2 separate regions of the Mus musculus genome follow, and region 2 is linked to region 1. Evidence: chromatin contacts called from public HiChIP or PLAC-seq data. All regions are on one chromosome and are shown on one strand. The core of a region is the stretch at or near the end of the contact, and the rest is flanking DNA. Distances in the headings are between cores, read along the strand shown. Region 1 holds the start of Washc1 (WASH complex subunit 1). Region 2 overlaps Mtcl1 (microtubule crosslinking factor 1).

Evidence for each region. HiChIP or PLAC-seq counts read pairs in DNA pulled down with a chosen protein or histone mark.
Region 2: a contact with region 1 is called in a FOXA1 HiChIP or PLAC-seq map of pancreatic cancer cells. The contact joins the enhancer-like site here to the promoter of Washc1 in region 1. A contact is called at or near these places in 2 of 39 promoter capture datasets (embryonic stem cells and hippocampal neurons), 2 of 115 datasets of contacts at active chromatin or transcription factors (embryonic stem cells and pancreatic cancer cells) and 2 of 9 other capture datasets (adipose tissue and embryonic stem cells).

The regions. Positions count from the first base shown.
Region 1 is chr17:66,110,108-66,112,807 of GRCm38.p6, reverse strand. Washc1 (WASH complex subunit 1) reads right to left here and starts at 1,262. Exons shown (of 11, transcript NM_026833.1): 1 at 1,159-1,262.
Region 2 is chr17:66,364,009-66,366,763 of GRCm38.p6, reverse strand. It overlaps Mtcl1 (microtubule crosslinking factor 1), which reads left to right. Exons shown (of 14, transcript NM_172963.4): 8 at 223-420. Among named protein-coding and RNA genes, the nearest start is that of Mtcl1, 84 kb to the left of the region's middle. Within about 2 kb of position 1,288, at least 81 of the 459 cell types and tissues checked have an H3K27ac peak or open chromatin away from gene starts, as enhancers often do. A contact at or near this core is called in adipose tissue, embryonic stem cells and pancreatic cancer cells, where this site is marked.

The DNA.
Region 1 (2,700 bases), core at 13-2,512:
CATACAGCATCGTTGCTCATGTTCACAATAAACTCTGGAACTAGGCATCGCTATTGCAAAGACGTTGATGGCTCTCACTGGAAAAGTCTGGAGTGTCACCGTGCAGGACACTCTGAGCACTAACCATCTCCACTGGGACAAGTGTCACTTCCAAAGTGAAGTTCAAGATAGGCCTGTGGACTACTGACATCCTTTCATGGTGTGGGTCATGTTCTGCCCCTCCCCTCTGCACCTTCTGCCCGTTATATACAATAATTCTGCCCTAAGTGCACAACACCTAGTAACCTCAGTGTCCATACTAGTAAGGGGGACTCATCATCTATGCAGGGGGATTTTCTGGTGATTCTGCTGCTCTGGGAACCCCGCATTCTGCAAGTAAACCCAGTAAACTCAGGGGTTCCCCCAAGGAACCCCTTTGATGGACTTGTACTTTGGGTTGTCATTTGGGGCCCTGTAAGGAGTGGGTAGATGCCTGTTTTCGGTCCTGCCCACAAGGGGAATTTTCCAAACCATCTAAAATGGATTGAAGGCCACTCTACTTGTGGGGGGAAATAATAAATAGCTCAGAAGTAAACGTAATTTACTGTAAGTCGTGAGTTTTGTTCTGAGACAAAAATAATTCCTCCCTCCAGCAAATGACTACAGTTCTACCTTGGCCTCCAATCGTTTCTGTTTATTTTTCACTTGTCATGCATGCCATGAATACATAAACATTCCTCTCTTATACATTCTTACACACACACATGCCTGTCAAGTATCTATGTTGACAGAGACCGTGCTTGTTGTTTAGCATAAGTGAAATGTTTCTAAGTGATCGGTGCTTAACCCAGATCACCAACCCCCCCCCCCCATATGTGCGTGTCACCAGTGTAATTCGTAATTTCGAAAGTGCTCAGCACAACCCACCCGCACCGTGCAAGTTGTCCTCCCACGCCCTGCTCCCCCTAATCTTCAGGAAGCCACGGGGCCTCTTCTCTGCAGCCGGAGCTGCAGGGTGTGGGAGGAGCGGCAGGCCGGATCCCTACATCGCCTTCCCGGTCCGTCCGGGCCCGTCCCGCCCGGGAGCCCTCACTCGCCTCCAGCCGGTGGGCGGCAGGGTCGCGGCCTCCTCCCGGTCCTGCGCTCCCAGTCCGCCCCTCGCCCACCCTGCACACTTACCCCAAGGCGGCGTCCTCACGTGAGCGTCCCCGCCCCCCGGTGACCCGCACTCCCAGGTCCTAGCGTCCACCACTGTAAGCTCGGCTCTCCGACTTCCGGCTCTCCGGGCTGCTGGTGGGCGGGGCCTAGACCAGGAAGCCGCCCCACACTCTGTGCTTAACCTTTCCTGTCTGGGAGATTCAGGTCTCTCCTGTTACCGGCTCCAAGAAACCCTCACACTACATATGCACTATATAGGACATCAAGTGGAAGTTCTCCAAACGCCCGCTCTGTTCCAGCCATGCATACTTCAGTGGCTTAATTAATCTTTTAGAAGATCCTACCTTTCCTGTGTTTACCTCTAAAGGTAAAGTCCCTTAGTCTCCAACTTAAAAAAAAAAAAAAAAATCAACGTAGAAGCGATCAGATACGGTATGATTTGACCTGGAGTACACAAGTTCTGCGTAGAAACAAACTGGAATATTGCTTACTAGGAATGAGAAAGCAGTGCTGTAGATGGACAGTCTGTGTGTGTGTGTGTGTGTGTGTGTGTGTGTGTGTTTTGAGAGTGTTGGGGGCAGATGAGTCTCCCCTACTACCGCATCCCTTATTCTAGTTTTCAGACAGCCTTCTTACCGGCAGCAAGCCAAAGCCGTAGGGCCAAAGAAGCCACAGACAGCCCACAGCTGATGAGCTCTTAGTCGGTCAGCAGCCACATAAGAATTGCTGACAGAAATCCACCCCACCCCACGGCCAAAAAACAGCTGGGAGCAGCACTAGGCCTGCAAAGATTGCCATAGCAACCAGGAAATGATTTTAAAGATGTATGTGTACAGGACCTGGAAAAAGAGCTCAGAAGTTAAGAGTACTAACTACTGGCGCAGGGGATCCAAGATAGGTTGCAACACCCACTTTGATCTACTCAGTCACCTGTAACTCCAGCTTCAGCATGATCCAGTGCTCCCTTCTGTCTTCTTTGGATACCCTTACACACACACACACACACACACACACACACACACCACATACAGGAAGACACAGTGGGCATGTCCAGGATCCTACATATTGCCAGGTTATGCAGGGTCTCTGTCAGTTAGTGTTGTGGCCATCTAATGTTGAAAGCAATGTGCCGTGGGGAAGTTGTGAGCTATGTGCTTGTGGGGGAGGGAGGGGCTCCCTCTTTGGCAGCTGGGGAGTCTTCTGGAAGGCAGAAAGCTCTTGCAAGCAGGGTTGGTAACAATGTGATAGGGAATAATCATACAAAGTTGTCCTGTCCTCTCGTGGGGTCTGGGGCAGTCCTCCTGCATCAGTCTTTACCATCTGAGGTCAGAGAGATGATGAAGGACTGGGTGGGTGCACAGCCTTCAGTGCCCTCACCCGGAGCCAATGCTGTTGTTGTGCCCGGCACACCTTCATCCCACTGTGGGAATGGGTTGGTTTAGGATCTCAACGATCGACAAGCTAGCCTCCCTAATGATGGTGAAATGTTTCCCTAATGGTGGTGACATGCTTCCCCAATGGTGGTGACATTCTCCTTTGCTTTCCTCCGGCTCCATGTTCAAA
Region 2 (2,755 bases), core at 39-2,538, 250 kb before region 1:
GCCTCTTAGTGGAAAAGACAGAGAAGGACTTCATCACTTCCAAAGTGAGCAGTTACCCCAGCAGGCCACGCGTAGTTCTAGTGTGAGGCTTGTGTGAGACCAGGTGTTTAAGACTAACTAGTCTTGGCTACTCATAAGGAGACTCCGTCATATTTGAATAGTTGGTCTGTAGAACCAAAGAGTATAGTCGAAGTTAAGATCATTATGCCTCCTGGTTTTCAGAGCGAACATCCAGAGAATGTGCCTGGGCTTGCTGAGCTTGGAGTCCAGGGGGTTCACCAGACAGATGGGATAGACCAGGAGGATGCTGACCAAGGCTGTAGCCTTCCCATGGGAGAGCATGCCCCACACTCCCTGGTACAGATCAGCGAACACGGATCACGGCTACAGAGTTCAGACGGGGGACCACTTAACAAACAGGTAGGTGCCTAGCTCTCAGGCCAGCATTCTGTACACCCAGGAGGGAGACTCTCATCTTATTCCAAATGCTGATGTTCCTGGGTGCACAAAAGTCCTCAGCTGCCTCTGGTGACCTTTTGGTACTGGGGAAAGAATTGGAATGTCACCAGATGTCCTGACATGCCTTTCTTTCACTCCCATGTTAGCTCGTCTATTCATCTGGTTAGCCCATAGCTTAGGACCGTAGTTAGATCAGGTCTATTGAATACCTGCCTCCTTGGACCCAGAAAATTGGTCTCAGAATGAAGAAATTCAATAGGCAGACCTCTAAGAAGAGAGAATAATTGTTTTTAATCATAGAGAGGTAACAACCTTGAAGGGCTTTCTGGTTGGTGTTTAACTGAGTAGTCATTGCCAACAGCACTGCATTGGTAACATATTTTATAAGGAAAAATAAAGAAGTATTTGTTTAAATTCCCATCATGCACAAAGTATTTCACATCTCTCTGACCACTTGAAGCACACAACATGTATTTACATGGTGACACTTTGGACAAATTACAGAGTGTGTTAAGAGGAGTGTAGATTAAATATTACTAAATGGTTAGTGTCACCGAGGACCACAAACAGAAACTCCAAAGGCCAACTCCTCCCACAACCCCACATAAACATTATTTTATCTATCTATCTATCTATCTATCTATCTATCTATCTATCTATCTATCTATCTATTTATTTAACGTTCCTAAAACAAAGTAGTGTCTGTATTTGGAGACTTGAAATCCTGAGAGATCTCTGAGTACTTTCTGACCCTCCTTGGCTTCTCAGAGAGTTCTGACAGGAAGCCTGGATTCCTCACCCTGGCTGCCTGCTTGCAGGGGTAAGGGTGCAGGTTTTGGCACTGGGCATAGCCCAGCCTTCCAGCCACAGGCATTGTGGTTTACTCCTGCCATGTGCTGTAGCTGCTGTTTCTTTCTCACCTGTCCTCTCTGCCCAGAGTTGTGTGGGTCAAGTGGGAGTTGGCTGTCGCTAGCAATTTGGTGCAGATTCCAATGTGAAAACGGTGGTCTTTGGAGTGCAGGTTAAGAGGATATCTGGGGTTCCTCTCAGCGCTTTCTCTTCTTCATACACAAATCCGAACAGTTGTCTGTACCCCACCCACCTTCCTTCTCCCTCGAGCCTGTGAGTCAGGATGGAGATAATAACTTTCAAAGGAACCTCTCCTCACACTCACCAGGAAGTGCGTCAGCGTGCCAGAATCCCCAGGGAGATTTGAGGTCATGGAATAAGTTTTCCAGCAGTGATCTAGTTAGAGACTGGAATGGTACAAGCTATGAATAAAGCTTTAAACGTAGGCATTTTATTGATTTGAAAAGAGGTATTGTCATCAGTCGGAAGTGTCTCTGGCTCCAATCAATACTTAGACAGAAACCTGTCAATATGAAGACCATGTGGTGAAGCCTTTCCCAGGAGAGCACCCAAATGCTTTGGAGAAAGGAAGAGATGTAAACACATCTGGTTTTCTAAACAGTCATGGAAAATGTTACCGTGGGGGTGAAAAATAATGTAAAGTTACCCAGCCGGAACCACCCATCAGTGTGTCTGAATGTTTATTTCCCCCTCGCCTTCTGTGGTTTCTCTTAAAAGTAGGGCAGACATCTAAGTTTCCACCGCATACGGCGTGCAGGATGGGCTAGTTGGGGAGTGCTCATGTCAGAATCAGCTCTGCGTCTCCATCAGCCTGAAGTCAGGAAAGGGAACGTGCGCAGTGCCGTGTGCGCAGTGCCGTGTGCGCAGTGCCGTGTGCGCAGTGCCGTGTGCGCAGTGCCGTGTGCGCAGTGCCGTGTGCGCAGTGCCGTGTGCGCAGTGCCGTGTGCGCAGTGCCGTGTGCGCAGTGCCGTGTGCGCAGTGCCGTGTGCGCAGTGCCGTGTGCGCAGTGCGGACTGGTAAACCACAGCTGGTTCACTAGGCGTGAACATTCTCCATCAGAGGCAGCCTGAATGCAAGAGCCACGACGTGTGTTTTTAAAAGCTGCTGTGCAGAACCATGGCCCCTTCGAAGCCCAGGGGGAGTGATAAGTAGCGTGGGAAACATGGCCAAACGGCGTCCCCGAGGTTCAATAAGCAACTAACAACATTTTCCAACCCCAATCTTGGATTGGTGTTTTGCTGCAGTTCCCACCGCGGAACCCTGTCGACGGCAACATTTATCAGGTCCGGAGGAGTTCAGTATCGCAGGTGTCCACTCACGTGGAGAACAAGAAGCACACTTCACCAGGTTGGCAAGCATTCGGTTGTGCCAACATCCCCTACTTCCCAGTCTTCAGTGACACAATCCCATGGCAGTGACCCCATTC